Regions from separate parts of the Ornithorhynchus anatinus genome. Here region 2 is linked to region 1. The links are chromatin contacts, called in public Hi-C maps. All regions are on one chromosome and are shown on one strand. Each heading gives the region's core, a stretch centred on a gene start, on an enhancer-like site or on the middle of the called end of the contact. The rest is flanking DNA. Distances are from core to core; before and after follow the strand shown. Region 1 holds the start of RAB5A (ras-related protein Rab-5A). Region 2 holds the start of SGO1 (shugoshin 1).

Region 1 (5,891 bases), core at 1,429-3,928:
TCTGCACATAAACGCTCAATAAATACTACTGAATGAATGAATGATGGTAGGGATGGCTTTCGAATCCCTCCAGCCAGCATTGTTCTATTCTGTCCTGTTTTGTTTTGCCGTCTCCCCGGTTTAGACTGTGAGCCCATTGTGGGGCAGGGATTGTCTCTATCTGTTGCCGAATTGTACATTCCAAGCGCTTAGGACAGTGCTCTGTACATAGTAAGCGCTCAATAAGTACTATTGAATCAATGACGTGATGGCAGATGGGCTGTTTTGGGGGCATTCACCTCCCTTGTGGAGTCAAGTAAAAGGGAGGCTCTATCTATGCACTCCACTGAATATCTGTAGCCGCAGTGTCCACTCCAAGCGCTCAATGCAGTGCTCTGCACAGAGTAAGCGCTCAATAAATACTACCGAATGAACAATGGTACGGATGGCTTTCGAATCCCTCCGGCCAGCGATGTTTTGTTTTGTCCTGTTTTGTTCTGTTGTCTGATTCCCTTTTAGACTGGGAGCCCTTTGTGGGGTAGGGACAGTGTCTCTCTGTTGCCGAACTGTACACTCCAAGCGCTCAGTATGGTGCTCTGCACAAAGTGCTCAAATACTATTGAATGAATAAATGAACGATGGTAGGGATGACTTTCGAATCTCTCCAGCCAGCATTGTTTTGTTTTGCTGTCTCCCTCCTTTTAGACTGGGAGCCCATTGTGGGGCAGGGACGGTCTCTCTCGGCTGCCGAACTGTCCGCTCCTAGCACTCAGGACAGTGCTCTGCAGAGTAAGCGCTCAATAAATACTACTGAATGAATAAATGATGTGATGGCAGATGGGCTGTATGGGGGGCATTCATCTCCCTTGTGGAGTCAAGTTAAAAGGAGACTCTATGTCCCCTGATGCATATCTGTAGCCGAATTGTCCATTCCAAGCGCTCAGTACAGCGCTCTGCCCAGAGTAAGCGTTCAATAAATACTACTGAATGAATGAACGATGGTAGGGATGGCTTTCAAATCCCTCCGGCCGGTGTTGTTTTGTTGTCTGCCTCTCCCCTTTCGGACTGGGAGCCCGTTGTGGGGCAGGGGCGGTCTCTGCTGCCGAACCGTCCACTCTAAGTGCTCAGTACAGCGCTCTGCCCAGAGTAAGCGCTCAATAAATACTACTGAATGAATAAATGATGTGATGGCAGATGGACTGTTTTGGGGGCATTCACCTCCCTTGGGGAGTCAAATAAAAGGGAGGCTCTATGCCCCCAGTGCATATCTGTAGCCAAACTGTCCACTCCAAGTGCTCAGTACAGTGCTCTGCCCAGAGTAAGCGCTCAAGAAATACTATTGAATGAATGAATAAATGACGTGATGGCAGATGGGCTCTTTTGGGGGCATTCACCTCCTTTGTGGAGTCGAGTAAAAGGAAGGCTTTATGTCCCCCCGTGCATATCTGTAACCGAACTGTCCACTCTAAATAATCAGTCCAGCACTCTGCCCAGAGTAAGCGCTCAATAAATACTACTGAATGAATGATGATAGGGATGGCTTTCGAATCCCTTTTGACCTGCTTTGTTTTGTTATCTGCCTCTCCCCTTTCGGACTGGGAGCCCGTTGCGGGGCCAGGACCGTCTCTGCTGCCGAACCGTCCACTCCAAGCGCTCAGTCCATCGCTCTGCCCAGAGTAAGCGCTCGATAAATACTACTGAACGAATGAGGGATGGTAGGGATGGCTTTCGAATCCCTCCGGCCGGCGTTGTCCTGTTTTGTGGTCTGTCTTCCCCCTTTCAGACCGGGGGGCCCGTTGTGGGGCCGGGACGGTGTCTGCGGACCCTACTTAAAACTCACCTCCTCCAAGAGGCCTTCCCAGACTGAGCTCCCCTTCTCCCTCTACCGTCCCCCCTTCACCTCTCCGCAGCTTAACCCTCTTTTCCCCCCCTTTCCCCCCGCTCCTCCCCCTCAGCACCTTACTCGTCTGCTCAACTGTCTACATTGTCATTACCCTATTTGTTAATGAAACGTCCCCCGCCTTGATTCTACTTAGTTGCCTTTGTTTTTCCGAGATGTTCTTCCCCTCGACTCTCTTTCTTGCTACTGTTCTCGTCTGTCCGTCTCCCCCGATTAGACTGTGCGCCCGTCAAAGGGCAGGGACTGGGTCTGTTGCCGACCTGGTCATTCCGAGCGCTCAGTCCAGGGCTCCGCGCGTAGTAAGCGCTCAATAGTTAGGATTGAAGGAATGAATGCGGACGAGGCGTCCGGTCCAGGCGCTGTGCGCAGGGTGAGAGCTCCGTCAAGGCGACGGGATGAGGGGAGAGGGGACGAGGCCCTCGCCATTGCGGCCCTGCCCAGGTCCAGTCCCTTCGACCGCCTTCACTCTTGCTCAGGCCGTGAAGGCGTCTGGGAAATGAGCCGCTCTCCCCCCTCCCCCCCCCCCCGGCCGGTCCTTGCTCCTCCAGCCCTTCCCACGCCGCCATCTTGAGCCGGCAGGAGGGTGACACCCCCCCCCCACCACCCCCCACCGGCTGGGCTCCGGCCCGTGAGGCCTGAGGAAAATAATACAACCCCACCAACCTGGCGGGGGAGCGGGTGGGCGGCGGGAGGAAGGGATGGGGAGGCTACCTGGGAAGGCTGCGCGGCGGCGGCGGCGTCCGGAGGGCGAAGGGACGGCGGCCGGTCCTCGGGCCGCTCCGCGAAAACTGGCCGGGCCCCCGCCGGCTTCCGTAGTCTCCTCCTCGTCCGCCGGTGCCCGGGCCGGGGGATCCACTACTTCCTTCTCCTCCTCCTCCTCCTCCTGCTGCTGCTGCTGCCGCTGCTGAACCAAAACACAAACAGAAGGCCCAACGCGCGGCCGCCACTTCCGCCCGCCACGTCCCTGCGCGAAACGTGCGCCGCCCTGCCTTCACTTCCGCCTCCCTCCTTCGCTGCCCCTCCCCCCACCCCCCGGCCCGGCTTCGGCCGCCGACCACGTGACCCCGCCGCCGACCACGTGACCCCGCCACCGCCCTCGGGGAGGGCCCCCCCCCGCCCCCTGTCGTTACCGAGGCAACGGCCTCCATTCATTCAGTCAGTCAGTCATTCAATCATTCATTCAATTCATTCATTCAATTCATTCATTCAATTCATGCAGGCAGGCAGTCATTCAATTCATTCATTCATTCATTTCATTCAGTCATTCATTTCTTTCATTCAGTCAGGCAGTCATTCATTCATTTCGTTCAGTCATTCATTTCATTCATTCATTCATTCATTCAGTCAGTCAGTCATTCATTTCTTTCATTCAGTCAGGCAGTCATTCATTCATTTTATTCAGTCAGTCATTTCATTCATTCATTCAATCAGTCAGTCATTTCATTTATTCAGTCAGTCAGTCAGTCATTCATTTCATTCATTCAGTCATTCATTCAGTCACTCGGTCATTCATTCAGTCATTCATTTCATTCAGTCATTCATTCAGTCAGGCAGTCATTCATTCATTTCATTCAGTCATTCATTTCATTCATTCAGTCAGTCATTCATTCAGTCACTCGGCCATTCATTCAGTCATTCATTTCTTTCATTCAGTCATTCATTCAGTCAGGCAGTCATTCATTCATTTCATTCAGTCATTCATTTCATTCCTTCATTCAGTCTGTCAGTCCTTTCATTCATTCATTCATTCATTTCATTCAGTCATTCATTCATTTCATTCAGTCATTCATTTCATTCAGTCATTCATTTCATTCCTTCATTCAGTCTGTCAGTCCTTTCATTCATTCATTCATTCATTCATTCATTCATTCATTCATCATTCAGTCGTATTTGTGGAGTGCTTACCCCATGCAGAGCGCTGCACTGAGGGCTTGGAAAGTACAATTCATTCAGTCATATGGGAAGCTTACTGTGTGCAGAGCGCTGCACTAAGCGCTTGCAAAGTGCAATTCATTCTTTCATTCAGTCGTATTTATGGAGCGCTTACTATGGACAGAGCTCTGGACTAAGCGCTTGGAAAGTACAATTCATTCATTCAATCATATTTTTTGAGAGCTTACTATGTGCAGAGCACTGGACTAAGCACTTGGAAAGCACAAGTCGGCAACAAAGAGAGACAGTCCCTTCCCATCAACGGGCTCACAGTAGTAAGACTCCCACAGCACTTGGGTAATAATAATAGTAATAATAATGGTATTTGTTAAGCACTTACTATGTGCAAAACACTGTTCTAAGCGCTGAGGGGGACACGAGGTGATCAGGTTGTCCCACGTGGGGCTCACAGTCTTCATCCCCATTTTACAGAGGGGGTGACAAGCACAGAGAAGTGAAGTGACTTGCCCAAAGTCACACAACTGACAAGCGGCAGAGTCGGGATTTAGAACCCATGACCTCGGACTCCCAAGCCCGTGCTCTTTCCACAGAGCCACGCTGCCTCTCATAATAATGGTATTGGTTAAGCGTTTACAGTGTGCCACGAGCTGTTCTAAGCACTGGGGGAGATTCAAGGTAATGAGGTTGTCCCCCGAGGAGCTCACAGTCTTAATCCCCATTTTACAGATGAGGTAACTGAGGCACAGAGAAGTTAAGTGACTTATCCAAAGTCACACAGCTGACAAGTGGCGGAGCAGGGATTAGAACCCACCACTTGTGACTCCCAAGACAGTGCTCTTTCCGCTAAGCCACGCTGCTCCTCCCAATTGAATAAATACAGTAATAATAAGATACAATCCCTGCCCATAATAATGTTGATATTTGTTAAGTGCTTTCTATGCGCAGAGCACTGTTCTAAGCCCTAGGGTAGATACAGGGTAATCAGGTGGTCCCACCTGAGGGTCACAGTTAATCCCCATTTTTACAGATGAGGTCACTGAGGCCCAGAGAAGTGAAGTGACTTGCCCACAGTCACACAGCTGATAAGGGGCAGAGTGGGGATTCGAACCCACGACCATGACTCCCAAGCCCGGGCTCTTTCCACTGAACCACGGTGCTTCTACAATCTAGAGTCCAGACTACAGTTTAGTCTCCACCATTCGGCGGGTGGGTAAAGGTCAGACCCTCCCAGGACCACCCACCTCTCCGTTTGGCCAAGGGCGGAGCACAACTGTCCATACAATGGGCTCAAATCTCCTCCACATTTGAAGGATGGTGGTGTGACCTTTTGGGTGTCCTTATCTCTGGTTTCTGCCCCTGAGATACAGAGTCAGGATCCCCTCCCAAATCCTAATCAGCGATGAACCCAGATCCAAAAGGACAAAAGTCAACACCAACCTTACCCTTACAGAGGTCTCGCTGCTACTTTAGAGATTAATTGCTGTCACTGGCCATTCAAAATATGAAAAAAAGTGTATTACTGAAAATTATCAGTAGAATATGCTGCCTTCCTGTTTGATGAAATTGTCATTTGTTCCATGAACCCTTGTGTTTGCTTTTATAGCATCCCCTCCTCCCTCTCATTGCTCATCCCCTTAACTAAAAGATTTCATCATCTTCAAGTGTTGGAGGACCCTGGCCAAAATTTTCAAGGTAGAAGACTGCAAAATTTCAGTAGGTGCCCTATATTGGTGCATTAAGTCTACAAACTTTTTTTTTTTAATTAAACCACTGAAACTACTAGATATGGCGTCTAAGGACATCCCACAGGCAATAATAATAATCATTATTATGGTATTTGTTAAGCGCTTACTATGTGCCAAGCACTGTTCTAACAAAGGGAACTCTGCTGGGGAATGATGGTTTATTTGTTGAATATATAAGAAATTCCCGTAAGGACACTTAGAACCAAGCTTACCGGTTTTTTAATGGTATTTGTCAAGTGCTTACTCTCACACTCTGTTCTAAGCACTGGGCCAAGTACATATGATAGTATGTCAGTGACTGGCAATTCTATCTCATTTACTTGGACTTCTCTCCTTTGCAATCTTGCATTTCCTCCTGCCTCCAGGTATCTCTA
Region 2 (5,864 bases), core at 1,950-4,449, 150 kb before region 1:
TTCCATCTCTTGCTACCTCTGGTAGCTCAAGATGCTCAACTGAACTGGTCTTGGTTTGGGTCACACATTGAGTTTATTTAGATGTACTTTTCTTTTTAAAAACAACAACTGGGGCATTTAAGAGGTAATCTACCAACGTAGGAGATCATAATAAAAACAGGAACTTTAGTAGATCAAATAAGCTAATTATCCAGTGCTTGTATACACCATAAACCAAGCTTTGTTTTGTTTGAGCTGAATGCATCTTGATTGTTAAGGTCTTTTTTAGCAGGCCCAATTCTGGCAAAACATAAAATAAAAACAAAACCTTGGGAAAGTGTAAATATATGCTCACCGATAAATTCACATAGGAGTTCACTCGCATCGGCAGAATTTCCTGCGTGATAAATCCCAGAATGAATCCAGTGCTTATAAAACTGTGAAATGAAATGTCAAAAAACGCACCTCCTCTCATGCATTTCCAAAACAGGTTGACAAAAAGTTCTGTGTACCTGATCATCCCTGGGAGCAGTACCATTTAATGCCAAAACGTGAAGTGAAATCTTATAATAATAACAATGATAACGTTGGTATTTGTTAAGTGCTTACTATGTGCAGAGCACTGTTCGAAGCACTGGGGTAGATACAGGGTCATCAGGTTGTCCCACGTGAGGCTCACAGTCTTAACCCCCCATTTTCCAGATGAGGGAACTGAGGCCCAGAGAAGTGAAGTGACTTGCCCTCAGTCACACAGCTGACAACTGGCAGATCTGGGATTCGAACCCATGACTTCTGACTCCCAAGCCCGTGCTCTTTCCACTGAGCCACGCTTATAATTCTCTGTGAAAGAAAATCCTACGATCGGGCATTTGAAGAACGTGCGGACGCTTAATACTTGTAGTTTTGATTAATTACGGTCCTCTAGAGGGACTGAAGAGGGAACTGAGGCACGGAGCAGTTAAGTGACTTGCCCCAGGGGGCAAGTGGACACGTGGCAAAGGGGGTTGGGAAACTCTCAAGCCCCGTGCTCTTTCCACTAGGCCATCCTGTCCCTCAGCAGTAGGGTGCTCTATCATTCCATATGGGGAAGTCTTGCCCCCGAGGCTCCGGCTGGGGCGAGGGGAGGGAAAAAGAAAAAGACGAGATGCTGGCTTCACCACTTGTCTCTTGGGCAAGTCGTGTCGCTTTCAATTCATTCAATAGTATCTATTGAGCGCTTACTATGTGCAGAGCACTGTACTAAGTGCTTAGAATGGACAAATCAGTAACAGATAGAGACAGTCTCTGCCCTTTGACTCTCTAGGCCTCAGTTCCCTCCCCTGTAAAATGGGGATTAAAGGTTCAAGCCCTACGATCTGTGATTTTATTTATCTTGATGGTAGTAATAATAATGATGATGCTGATAGTATTTGTTAAGCGCTATGCGCCAAGCACTGTTCTAAGCACTGGGGTAGATACGAGTAATAATAATAATGTTGGTATTTGTTAAGCGCTTACTATGTGCAGAGCACTGTTCTAAGCGCTGGGGTAGACATAGGGGAATCAGGTTGTCCCACGTGGGGCTCACAGTTAATCCCCATTTTACAGATGAGGTAACTGAGGCACAGAGAAGTGAAGTGACTCGCCCACAGTCACCCAGCTGACAAGTGGCAGAGCCGGGAGTCGAACCCATGACCTCTGACTCCGAAGCCCAGGCTCTTTTCCACCGAGCCACGCTGCTTCCCACGAGGTAATGAGGTTGTCCCACGTGGGGCTCACAGTCTTCATCCCCATTTTCCAGATGAAGTCACAGAGGGCCAGAGAAGTGAAGAGTGACTTGCTCAAAGTTACCCAGCTGACAAGTGGCGGAGCCGGGATTAGAACCCACGACCTCTGACTCCCAAGCCCGGGCTCTTTCCATTAAGCCGCTCCTCTTGTACTGAGGCCCACTTATTTTGTTGTGTTGTCCGTCTCCCCGCTTTTAGACTGTGAGCCCGGGGTTGGGCCGGGATGGCCTACTCTGTTGCCGAACTGTACGTTCCCAGAGCTTAGTAATAATAATAATAATAATAATAATGTTGGTATTTGTTAAGCGCTTACTATGTGCCTCAGTTCCCTCATCTGTAAAATGGGGATTAAGACTGTGAGCCCCACGTGGGACAACCTGCTCGCCTTGTATCCCCCCCCAGAGCTTAGAACTGTGCTTTGCACATAGTAAGCGCTTAACAAATACCATCATCATTATTATTATTATTATGTGCAGAGCCCTGTTCTAAGCACTGGGGCAGATACAGGGGGGAAGCAGCGTGGCTCAGTGGAAAGAGCCTGGGCTTCAGAGTCAGAGGTCATGGGTTCGAGTCCCGGCTCTTCCACTTGTCAGCTGACTGTGGGCAAGCCACTTCACTTCTCTGGGCCTCAGTGACCTCATCTGTAAAATGGGGATTAAGACTGTGAGCCCCACGTGGAACAACCTGAGTCCCCTGTGTCTACCCCAGCGCTTAGAACAGTGCTCTGCACATAGTAAGCGCTTAACAAATACCAACATTATTATTATTATTATACAGGGTCAGCGGGTTGTCCCACGTGAGGCTCCCAGTCTCAGTCGGTCATCATTCAATTCATTATGGGGTGCGGAGCTAGGCAGCGTGGCTCAGTGGAAAGAGCCCGGGCTGGGGTCATGGGTTCGAATCCCACTTGTCAGCTGGGTGACTGTGGCCAAGTCCTTTCCCTTCTCTGGGCCTCAGTCACCTCATCTGGAAAAGGGGGATGGGGACTATTTCCCCGTCTCCCGCCAGGTGGCGCCCTCGAGAGCCCAGCCCTTAGGGAGCCTTCGCAGCGCGGTCCCCCCGCCCCCCTCCCCTCCCACGCCCCAGCCGCCTCCTGCGCGCGCCGCCACCCGAGCAAGCGAACGCGAAGACCCGGATGCCCCGCTCCCGCCGCCCACGCCGCACTCACCCCTGTCACGTGCCGGGGGGGGGGGGGAAGGCCCTGCCCTCTCCCCTATCACGTGCCGGGGGGGTGGAGGCCCCGCCCTCTCCCCCCGTCACGTGAGCGGCCGGGCTCCACCAATGGGAGAAGCGGGCGGGGAATTTCGAATAGGAAAGAGCCGGGGACGCGAGCAACCGAAGCCCCTTCGGTCCGGCTCGGCTCGGCGCGGCTCGGGCTCGGCTCGGCTCGGCTCGGCTCGGCCTCGGGCTCGGGCTCGGGCTCGGCCTCGGGCTCGGCCTCGGGCTCGGGCTCGGGCTCGGCTCGGCCCGGCTCGGCTCGGCTCGTCCCGTCCCCTCCAGGTTGGTGTGGCCGCGGGTGATTCTAACCGCTGGGATCTTCATCCCCCTTTTCCAGATGAGGTCACTGAGGCCCCCAGAATAATGCCGGGATCTGTTAAGCGCTTACTCTGTGCCAAGCACTGTCCTAAACGCTGGGGGTAGGCCCAGGGTCATCGGGTTGTCCCACTTGGGGCTCCCAGTCTTCATCCCCATTTTCCAGATGAGATCAGTGAGGCACCGAGAATAATATGGTCGCTATTTAAGTGCTTACTATGTGCCAAGCACTGTCCTAAGCGCTGGGGGTAGGCCCAGGGTCATCGGGTTGTCCCACCTGGGGCTCCCAGTCTTCATCCCCATTTTCCAGATGAGGTCACTGAGGCCCCGAGAATAATAATGTGGGGATGTGTTGAGCGCTTACTATGTGCCAAGCACTGTCCTAAGCGCTGGGGGTAGGCACAGGTTCACCGGTTTGTCCCACCTGGGGCTCCCAGTCTTCATCCCCCTTTTCCAGATGAGGTCACTGAGGCCCCAAGAATAGTAATGTGGGGATCTGTTGAGCGCTTACTATGTGCCAAGCACTGTTCTAAGCACTGGGGGAGACACAGGGTCAACAGGTTGTCCCACCTGCGGCTCATAGTCTTCATCCCCACTTTCCAGATGATGTCGCTGAGGCCCCGAGAATAATAATGTGGGGATCTGTTGAGCGCTTACTATGTGCCAAGCACTGTCCTAAGCGCTGGGGGTAGGCACAGGGTCATCGGGTTGTCCCACTTGAGTTTCCCAGTCTTCATCCCCACTTTCCAGATGAGATCACTGAGGCCCCGAGAATAATAATGTCGCTATTTGTTAAGCGCTTACTATGTGCCAAGCACTGTCCTAAGCGCTGGGGGTAGGCACAGGGTCATCGGGTTGTCCCACTTGAGTTTCCCAGTCTTCATCCCCACTTTCCAGATGAGATCACTGAGGCCCCGAGAATAATAATGTCGCTGTTTGTTAAGCGCTTACTATGTGCCAAGCACTGTCCTAAGCGCTGGGGTAGGCACAGGGTCTTCGGGTTGTCCCGCCTGAGACTCACAGTCTTCAGCCCTATTTTACAGATGAGGTCACTGAGGCACCGAAAATAATAATGTCGGGATTTGGTAAGAGCTTACTATGTGCCGAGCACTGTTCTGAGCGCTGGAAGGGATACAGGGTCATCAAGTTGTCGCACCGAGAATAATAATGTGGGGATCTATGTGCTGAGCACCGATCTAAGCGCTGGAGAGGATGCTCGCGTGCGGCACGCAGTCTTCATCCCCATTTTACAGATGAGGGAACTGAGGCGCCGAGAAGTGAAGTGTCTGGCCCAAAGTCCCCCAGCTGACAGGTGGCGGAGCCGCGATTTGAACCCATGACCTCCGACTCCCAGCCCGCGCTCCTTCCACTGAGTCACGCAGCTTCTCTGTATGCCACCCGAATAAGATCAGACACAACCTCCCGCCCCACGCGAGACTCAAAACAGGGAGGGAGAAGGGGATGGCTTATCCCCATTTTACAGATGAGGAAACTGAGACCCTAAGAGGTTAACATGCCCAAGGTCCCACAGGAATATACCCCCGCCCCCCCACCCCGATTCCCAGCTTCCCATTAGGACACGGTAGTGTGGTAACTATCAGGGTCGTCGGAGGACTCTGGACACCAACTGCCATAGGGATCCGTGGGATCTACCGAGTCACCGGTCTCTCCTCCTTACTGTCGTGCGCAAGAGAAATGTGCTGGGCAAAACGTTCTTCCCAGGAGTGGTGGGAAGGAGACCGAAGGTCAGGACTTTCATTCTTTCACCTCGCCCCAACAGACTCAGGCGACCCTCCACTTCCACCACCCTGCACGACGGTCGCCCCCCCCGAATGCAGGGAGATGGCATTCATTCATTCAATAGTACTTATTGAGCGCTTACTATGTGCAGAGCACTGTACTAAGCGCTTGGGATGAACAGGTCGTGGCCGTGACATTGGTTTGGGGAGGCAGAACTTCTGCTCGGTCCACCCCGTCCTGCAGCTAATTGCCCCCCCCTCCCCGAACCTACACCACGCTTAGAACAGTGCTCTGCACATAGTAAGCGTTTCACAAACACCAATGTCATCAGGCACCCGCTATAAACAAATCTGTCCGGAGTCTGGTTTACAGTAGGAAGTCTAATGTAGGAAAGAAAACTGTTGACATCACACTTGAAAGTGAAAAGCAACTCTTAATGGGAGCGGTCGTGTTTTTAATATTAGGTCATCAACTGGAAATTCACACTGTGGACAGGATTTTCCAGCTCTAATAACCACCTGCCAAGGGTACCTTTCTAAAAAAAAATAAAATAAAAAATGTGAGCCCCACGTGGGACAATCTGATTACCCTGTATCTACCCCGGCGCTTAGAACAGTGCTCAGCACATAAGTGCTTAACAAACACCATAATTATTACGATTATTAAATCCGTTAGTGTTTTAAAGGATTTGTGAACGAAACTTAATTATGTTTAGCAGCGTTAATATGGGCACATCATCGCGCGTAGCCTTACTGGACGATTTCGTTCTGGTTTTAGAATCCTCGACAGCCCTGTGATGAACTGGGAGGCGTAACCTGTTATTTTGTAAATACTGTTACCGTACTT

What was found. Hi-C and Micro-C count contacts between places; a contact is called where the count stands out from the background.
Region 2: a Hi-C map of liver shows a contact between it and region 1, with 9 times the contacts expected there. The contact joins the promoter of SGO1 here to the promoter of RAB5A in region 1. A contact is called at or near these places in 2 of 2 Hi-C or Micro-C datasets (fibroblasts and liver).

Annotation. Positions count from the first base shown.
Region 1 is chr8:43,391,452-43,397,342 of mOrnAna1.pri.v4, reverse strand. It overlaps RAB5A (ras-related protein Rab-5A), which reads right to left and starts at 2,678. Exons shown (of 6, transcript XM_007667437.3): 1 at 2,591-2,678.
Region 2 is chr8:43,541,610-43,547,473 of mOrnAna1.pri.v4, reverse strand. It overlaps SGO1 (shugoshin 1), which reads left to right and starts at 3,199. Exons shown (of 12, transcript XM_016227379.3): 1 at 3,199-3,245.